Linked DNA regions of Zea mays: regions 1 and 2 are each linked to region 3. The links are chromatin contacts, called in public Hi-C maps. All regions are on one chromosome and are shown on one strand. Each heading gives the region's core, a stretch centred on a gene start, on an enhancer-like site or on the middle of the called end of the contact. The rest is flanking DNA. Distances are from core to core; before and after follow the strand shown.

Evidence for each region. A called contact is a pair of places that touch in the nucleus more often than the background predicts.
Region 1: a Hi-C map of ear shows a contact between it and region 3, with 1.9 times the contacts expected there. The contact joins the promoter of LOC103646084 here to the promoter of LOC100273297 in region 3. A contact is called at or near these places in 2 of 25 Hi-C or Micro-C datasets (ear and leaf).
Region 2: a contact with region 3 is called in a Hi-C map of tassel, with 3 times the contacts expected there. The contact joins the promoter of LOC100277587 here to the promoter of LOC100273297 in region 3. A contact is called at or near these places in 5 of 25 Hi-C or Micro-C datasets (ear, leaf and tassel).

The regions. Positions count from the first base shown.
Region 1 is chr2:19,653,546-19,656,459 of Zm-B73-REFERENCE-NAM-5.0, forward strand. It overlaps LOC103646084 (Phosphatidylinositol N-acetyglucosaminlytransferase subunit P-related), which reads left to right and starts at 1,418. Exons shown (of 7, transcript XM_008670810.3): 1 at 1,418-2,612.
Region 2 is chr2:19,751,565-19,754,693 of Zm-B73-REFERENCE-NAM-5.0, forward strand. It overlaps LOC100277587, which reads left to right and starts at 1,366. Exons shown (of 1, transcript NM_001151105.2): 1 at 1,366-2,071. The coding sequence starts at 1,474. The coding sequence ends at 1,800.
Region 3 is chr2:20,017,718-20,020,451 of Zm-B73-REFERENCE-NAM-5.0, forward strand. It overlaps LOC100273297 (putative glutathione peroxidase), which reads right to left and starts at 1,386. Exons shown (of 6, transcript NM_001147738.1): 1 at 1,207-1,386; 2 at 692-768. The coding sequence starts at 1,254.

The DNA of each region.
Region 1 (2,914 bases), core at 168-2,667, 360 kb before region 3:
TTTAGTTTGACAAGCTATTTAGCTAGTCTCTTGAAAATACTCTAAGGTACACCCACAAGAGTAGACAAAAACCGCCGTGCTGTCAAATTTATGGTACAACCATCATACAATCAAACTAGAAAAATTATAGAAAACTTTTCAAAAAATCTAAAGATATGCTTCATTATTTACTATATACTATATCAAATTTAAAATTTTGATACATTCTATTTTAAGAGATATAAAAAAAATATATCCGATGTAAATACTTAAAAAATTGTAGATTTTTATACTTTAAACATAGAATTCGAATTTGAAATTTGATATATTGGTATAGTAAATAATTAAGAATATCCATCATTTTTGAGAATTTTCTACGACTTTCAATTACACGGGAAACTATAACAGTTTTACCCGCGAGAGTATATCAATAGCGTTTGTGTTTTTTTTTTCTAAAAAAAAGTGCCCGTATATACATGCGCGCGACTATAGCTTCGACGTACGTGTTTTGCTCGTACGTATATGCTGCAGCGACCGTAGTTGAAGGCTGGGAGGTATCAACCATCTCTCTAGGTGAGGTATTGCAATCGGAAACGTTAAACAATAATTCTTTGACACTGTTACAGAGATTAGTTTTTTTGATGGGAAGCATAAAGACCATGGGAATTGTTTAGTGGTTTGTTATGCATCCTAATCCAACTGATTTCTGGCGAATCTTTTTCGTTAGTTGGTTTGTCACATCCTGAGATTTAATTAAAGAATTTGACGACGACTGCTGCTGCTGTGGCCATACTCTTAGTGTGTTATTAGTAACGTACGGAGGGGCCGGGGTATCACCATTCGCACTTTATTCTTCGATCCGACGACAAATTGTTGCATGAATGAAGCGTATCAAACATTACTTTAGCCTAAAAAATATTACAGGACTTCTCTGTGGTGTCTTGCAATCCTTTTCACTTGAGGTAAACCAGTTGTCGGTCGCCATTCAGAGTTTGGCCACGAGCTGCATGCAGCCCGCAGCGCCGATTCAGTGGAGACAGCTTAAACAACCCTAATGTTTCTTTTTCTTTTTTATAGAAAACAAAGTCAGAAAGAATGGGCTAGAGAAACGTTTTGCCCTTGCTATTTCAATCTGGCTTTCTGTATCCACATAAGATAAGTATATTGTCTAATGATTGGTAGTTCTTGTTCGGTACACCGATAATTTAACGCTAGAAAGGACACTGTACTTGAAAAAATTGTCTTCCGACAGAAGAAGCAACACGAGATGAAAATTGAAAGCAATGCATACATGCAGTATTCAGCTGAGTGTTCGTGACACTCCCGTGCACACATGGCGGTCTGTATGCACGCTTTTACATTATTATAACAGGAAAAGAAAATATTTGTACAATATAAACCATTTTATTTTTAGACGCATTTAAGAATACTCTAAAAACCAAGAGGTCGCTTTAATCTGTATTTCCAATTCAGGCCACCTAACTGGCACAAGCATTAATTAACTGTAAAACTCAAGGCTCTATATGCCGATTTGCCCGTAGCGCTGTCCGTTCTTGTTCTCATCTCCCATTTTTTGTTGGCAGCCACTACGTGCTGAGCTTGATCTTGATCGCGCACCTGTTGACGTAGAAAAAGAGGTGGTGGTGGCCAAAATAGAGACAAAAGACAAATCGGACTCCCCTCCCCGCAATGTGATCTACAAAAACCAAAAGTACGGGCTGGGTCACCCTCCAAATCCTACCTTCTCCATCCGCCATTAGAGAGAGGATAGAGAATGCCGAGAATGAGAGAGACAAGGTAGCGGCAGCGGTTGGCGCGCGCGGCCACAGTGGCAAAGCCTCCGTCGTCGGCGAGGACCGCTGCATGCGCTGTTGCCGGGTTGGCATGCTTCTGCTTCCGCGTCTTGAAGGATTTCAAGGAAGGGAGGATCGGAAAAGACAACTGCGATTCGGTTGCATTCATACGGTTCTGTAAAAAAGGCAGTTTTTTTTTGGCTGTGACCTGTGAGTATCCGCCGGTTTGCTGTTTATTTATTCATTCTCAGTTTTGGAGGCCGAAAATTCGATCTTGGCGCTGGTCTCAGTGTTTCGAGGCCTCGAGGGGTTGCTGTGAAGAACCAGAGGAAGATAAAAAGGTGGTTTTCTCGCCGGTTTTCCTTGGTTTTGGGGTACTGAATTCTGAGATTGTTCTGAGGCAGGGGTCTGTCTTGCTGGAGAATGAAGATGTGGAGGTTTGTGTGCTCTGCGCGTTTGTTTTGGTGAAGACAACTAGCTGGAGTAAAAGGAAGAAAAAAAAGTTCCGCTTCCTTTCTTTTGCGTGTTCTGATCCTTCTGAGATATCCCTTCCTGCCGCTTCAGAGTTTCATTTGTTTCCGACTCGGCATCGGCATCTCGTATAAACCGAGGAGACACGGCAATTTCAAGGGCCTTCGTTTGGGACCAACAGAATAACCTGTTCCTGCCTGCAATTTTTTGGTTCTGAAGACTCAAAGATTGGATTGAGTGATCTTTGAAACCAAATCTTCCTTCGGTGTTTTTTGGCATTTTGGGCACTATCTGTGAAGTGTAGCAGGACCGCCTCTGCTTTTATGCTCGGTAGACTTCTGTGATCAAGTATTCAAGTACTGGTAAAAGGTACTTGCCAAAAACCATGCCCTTTGGATGCTCCGAATTGTTATATTTATCTAATTTTAGTTGGTGATTATAGTTCTTATGACTTCTTGTCTCATATATTTACACAAAGGAAAATCATGCAGGTAGAACGTACTTTGAGTACAAATGCTTCTGGCATGAGTATGTCGAAATTGGCATTTGCATAAGTGGGGTCCAACTGTTTTCTTGTCTCCTCCCTGTTTGTTTTCTTCTTAGACAACTGTACTTTTGTGAAACTAGAGTTTGAAACTGTTCATCAGAGTTTGGAAGATATGAGCAAATAT
Region 2 (3,129 bases), core at 116-2,615, 270 kb before region 3:
GACATCACTTAGCATGTCTTGGTCTTCTTCAGAATTTGGATCACAAACTCAACAAAATACAGTATTGTCGCTCGGGTAGAAGTTAAATTCCCGATTGAACCAAGTTTTCGTGACAAACAACATTTCGTTTTATCTTACATCAATGTAAGCCAACAATTCTTTAAGTTTTATTTTCAAAGTTACATGATCTTTATACCACCTCTTCTCCTACTGAAATACTATTAGAGAGCCAAGATCGAGGTCATAACATATTCGTTTTATGTTCAAAACATACATTCCGCCTATCTCGTTCTACAAGATAATAGGTTTTGTTCTCTTATGTCTTTGTCTGTAGGATGCAAAGATTCTTCGAAGTAACTTTGTGATTGATCTGTTAAGTTATGAGGACAATTCGTGCCGATATGCCATCCCTGCAAACATACAACAGAGACTTATCGATATCGCTAAAAGGGATTAGCTGATTTGTGTACAGTTGTCGACACATTTGTCTGTAATTAAAAATTCTAAATTAAGTTTTTAGAAATAATTTGTGTGATATTAATAATGTTTTCCACACGTATTTTACATATTATAGTGATGTTTGTCGTTCCGTATCAATGTTTCATACAAATCTTTTATTTCCGTCGCAACGCACGGACACATATCTATAACAATATAAGTCACATATGTATATAAGTTATCGTGTTATTATACGGTTCCGTTGCAACGCACAGACACTCACCTAGTTTAAAGCAAGTACGAGTGAGGACAACCTTAGCCTGTCAAGCGGACTGCAGCCGATCAAAAACATGTTCCTCCGTTGTAAATTTATAATTTGTTTTACCTTTTTAAGATAAATTTAACAGACTCGTTTTATTTAAATTTGAGCCGGCGAATACTTTAGGAATAACATCCACGATGTGTTTGTCTGATAATATCCGCCATGGGTAGGTCAGTTTTTTTGAATTATCTGAAATGCACCCAATAGTGATAAAATTATATTCGTGATATTCATATAGAATATTCATGTGAACACATATACAAAAATATCTAGATATCAGAAAAAGTATTCACGCTCGGGTCAAATGGACGGTCGAACAAACATTCAGTACCATTTGCATAATTGCATCCGGATCTGAAAAGTTGTGCCGGCACCGTGGGACCGTGCCAGGTCCACGTCAGCCGAGATACCGCTGGCACGAGGGAATGTGCCGAGTTGCCGACGTCCGACGAGGCCGGGGGAGCACGTGACATGAGATATCATCACGCACGGCGCTCGTTGCTCCTCCCCATCTCCGCCGTCCGCTTCGCATCCCACGGCTACCGCCTCCCTCCGCGCCCTCCTGTCCGCCTCATCTGCCGAGACCACCAGCCAATCAGCCAGCTACACACACACATCACTTGCCAGGCCAGTTGCGCTTGCGCCGCGCGCGCTCTCTCTATCTGCTTGTCGTGCAGAGAAAGTGAGGCGCTGCGCTGCGCTCCGCCGCGCAGATGTGGGCGCCGGGCTCGCCTGGGAGGCTGCCGGCGATGGTGGAGTGCGACGAGGACGGGCACGGGGACGCGTACCACGGGACGATGGCCTCCTGCTGGGGCCGCTTCGGCGCCGCCGCGCTGTGGCGCAGGCTACGGCGGCGTGTCAGCCTGGTGCGGCGCAGGCGGCGGCGCGGCCGCTCCCTCCTCGGCGGGCTAAACTACGACCCGCTCAGCTACGCGCAGAACTTCGACGACGGGTGCCTGGAGGAGCGCGAGCCGGACTTCAGCGCCAGGTTCGCGCCCGCGCGCCACGCCGCCGCCGGCTCCCCGCGGCCCACGGCCTGACGGCGTACTAGATTTTTTTTTATTACGACGTACTACCCCCGCTCGGTGCTCTGCTCGCAGTCGCAGCGCGCCATTGGAAGAGTCAAGAGTGGCAGGTAATTGCTCCTCCGCACGTCCTTTAGTTGATAAATGTATATACATGGTACACCGTACACGCCGTCGACTCGCATGGATGGATTGGATGGATGTAATTAAATACAGTAGCAGGTATCGTTAGTCGATCTCGATCGGAACGAAAAATAAGTTCTTGCCGATTGGCTGGCTTCCTTCATCCGGCAGCGTTCGTTCTTGCGGCTGCAGGATTCTTGAGGTTTTGACGTGTTCATGTACGCCTGTGCCTGTGTTTCGGGCTTCGGCACAGCGATCGCCTAAATCGTTCTAGGTCTTGTGGAGATGGCAGCATTCACCTTCAGTTCGTGCACTGTTTCTCCCCTCAACACATCCCATATATATTTGCTATATAGCTTCAGCGTGGCGAAGTTAGAGCAAAATTGAGGATGGTGAAATTGATCGGCATACTATTTTTTTTTTCTAGGAGTACATATACAGTGAAATTTTAACTGCATCTATAGAATTTGCGTTTTCAAGGGGGCGTATTGCATCCGATAGGTACAAACTAGCTTCGCCACTGAGCTTCATATTTACATTAAAATGTGACGCTTTGATGCAGGCAGCTGACACTGCACCTGCAGCTACTGGTTTCTCCACTACGCTTAGCTAGCACCCCCCAAAAAGTCGTGCCACTGCTTCTATCGTGGAATTACTTCTCCTGTCCTAGTCGAATTATCAGAGGACGGATCCAAGATCTGGGTGCCTGCTTCTGTTTACAAAAGCAAAGGTTACAACGAGATAGAGAGGGAGATGCATGCGCACTTCCTGAGCTGAGGGTAGAGTGTTGGAGGATAGCTTTAGGTCGGAATATCCTCGCAAAAATCCATCGTGTTGCAGTGTATAGCTTGAACCTGACGACGATCCTGTTGGCTTCATTCTGATGGCACGTCAGCACACGCAACTCGAGTAAGAAAATATCTTGCCCACCCAACCCAAGGCACCAAAACAAAAGGACCCTGGTGCTCTATCTCACTATTCTCTATGTGGTCCTTCCCACGAATCGACCGGTGACTGTATCTGTTAAGTACTACTCCTGCATCGAATGTCTTTTGTTCAAAAGGAAAAGTAAAAAAAAAAAGATCTTCTAAGCCAGTCATTCTATCTGCTGTTTTTTAATTAACTGGAGCCTTTTAGCTGAAATCACCTCACCTTCACCCCCTTGCTGTTCTTCGTGCTATGCTTTTACGCGCCTTGTGAAGATGGGTGTTCTTCGTGCGG
Region 3 (2,734 bases), core at 136-2,635:
CATTTTGTGATACAAAGTCATCTCTTCTATCATTGAGATCAATCTCATCCAACAACTTTTTTCGATATATAGAATCACCAAGCCATTTAACATCTCTTGAGTTATTGTTGATCAAAAATAGTTCACAAAAATATTTCAATTTTAAAAAGCTTCTCTCTGCCAAAGCAACCATCATATGTATAGTTTATAATACTCTCCCTATATCAAAATAGAATTTGTTTTGCTTCTTTAGTGGATTTATCATCATCAATATAAACATAAAAATTAAGAACTAAAACAAATACTATTTTGAAACGGATGGGTATTGGATAAGTAATTGAGACAGTTTAAGAATATAAACGAGACTAGTTGATAGCTCGATAACGCATCACACTTTACGTATTTGTGTCTATAATAGATAAGTTTAATAGGAAAAAATACTACCGTACAGTGGCTACGGGGCCCTCTATTTTTGGGGGCCCGGTGCGGCTGCACCCTTGGCACCCCCACAGGGACGGCCCTGGAAACCGTTAGATCTAGATCGGATGCACCAGATCGCTTGATTGCACGCTTGCACCAGGATAAGTGATTGCACAGGATATGTCCTCGTAGTAGAAGACACCAACGACCTTACTGATACGCTTTTGCCATGGGCCAAACAATCACAAATAGTAAGAAGATTAGAAAAGTTTCTGCTGCAGATGATTCATACCACTGGGATGCGACGTTAACAATGAGAAGAACCTTCCCCTTGTAGGTGCTGAGGTCAACGTCTTTGCCGCTCGCATCCTGCAGACGAGCAGCAAGCAGAAGGCGATAATTAGACTCCTCTGCAAAAACATAAGCCGCGGCATCTACTCTTCTAAAAATTCGGCAAAAACCGCTAGGTAAGGGTTAGCAAATCCAGTCATTTTGCAAGCCAAATCACACGGTTCGACAGCGAAATTCACACTAAGAGCTCCGCACGAATCAGGAACCATAAAGCCCCAATCCCGGACTAAGCACAGCACAGTGGCCTCGAGCTTGCAGCTCCGGGGCACGCCGCACGCAAAGCAAGCGATCCATGCAAAATATTACGGATTTACGGGGGTCCTATGATCCTATCACCTCTGGAATCTACGCACAGAGACGTTTTGGGGTTCAGAGGGCCTATGATCGTACCACCTCTGGAATCTACGCACGGAGGCGTTTAGGGGTTGAGAGGGCGACGAGGGGAATGGGACTGACCTTGACGATGAAGTCGTGGACGGAGGTGGCGGTCGACGAGGCGGCCATGATGAGGCGAACGGCGGGCGGGCGGGCGGCGGTGGCGAACTAGCGGGATCCGGGAGGGGCGTTTACGGCTGTGAGACGGTAGCGTGTAGAAGAAGCCGAGAGCCGGGAGGGAGAGAGCAAAAGCGGGCAAGCGGCGGAGCTGAGGTGGTGGACCGAGCGACGAGACGACTAGACTTCACCGGCGGTTGATTTATACGGCCAGGCCCATGGGGGGTTGGGGGTTGAATCGAATGACGGACGCCGTGACACTTGAGACAGACAGATGGTGTGAACGCTGCTACTGCATCGTGGCCTCGTGGGGCGGGGCCGGCCAACGCGGCGTTCGGAGGGGAGTGCTCGTCGGCCAGGAGCCCGCCGCGTCGGCGTGTGGACGGAATCGTGGCAGCGTTGGTCAACCGTCTCGGCTGCGGTTGTACGAATGCAATTCTCGTACGAAAGTCGAAACCAAATGATAAACTCCCCTTCTTCTTAAAAATAATTGTTATTGTAATTTAAACTTTTATAAATTTAATTATGTATGCAATAAACATTAATAATATTGGTTTCTTCGAATTAATTTACTATATAGAATTAGATTCAAACATCTATTAAATCTTAATATTGTATATAATTAAAGCTAAAATAGTTGTTGTTTTTTTTAAAAAAAATGAGAATGATAAATGGAGTATTTTAGAAAATAGGAAACGAGTTTAATTAGAATTATAAAAAACAATAACATTTATTATATAAATTAAATGTTATGAAGTAATTATAAAGCATATATTTATAGTAGCTTGATTTAAGTATATAAATATAAAGAATATTTGCTGTAAATTTGATTGTACTACGGGACGAATACTGGGCTTAGGCTGAGACGGGCGGGTGCTCACTAGCTGGGCCGACGAACCGAAAATGCTACCCATGTTTCCGCCTCCCCGCAGCCCGTTCACGGTTGGAACTAGTGTGAAACACGCGCACAGCTTCTGGAAGCGGCCGGGCCCTTGGGCTGCGAGAAGAAGGACCGTGTGAGGCCATATGTTCGTGCGCGGTGGCCGTCAAGGCACGTCGATTGGTGGTGAGACGCTGAGCTACTCCCTGACGCAGTGACGCGGATGCATTGCTTTTGCGTGTTCCGGTCGCACAGCGTTTGTATTTGAACGCATCGCGTTTCGACAACCTGAGTATCTTCTGGAACTCACACAGCAGGCAGTAGGCGTAACAAATGTAGACTGGCGAGTTTTTGGGCAGCAGCGGCGCCCTACGGTTCATGCCAGAAAAAAATTGCTTCGATGATTTCGTACGGGAGCAACGAATGCATACCGCGTCACGTCAGGTAGGTCGACGCAGCAACAACCAGAAAAAGCAAATTGCTTCGATGCCATCGGGCATCGGGTGCGTCGTGTCGGTCATGGACGGGACCGCGCGCGCGGTTGGTCGTATAGATCATGATCGTGTGTCGTCGGCGGTGGAAGCAAAAATTGCCGCCTTATCATGATCTTCT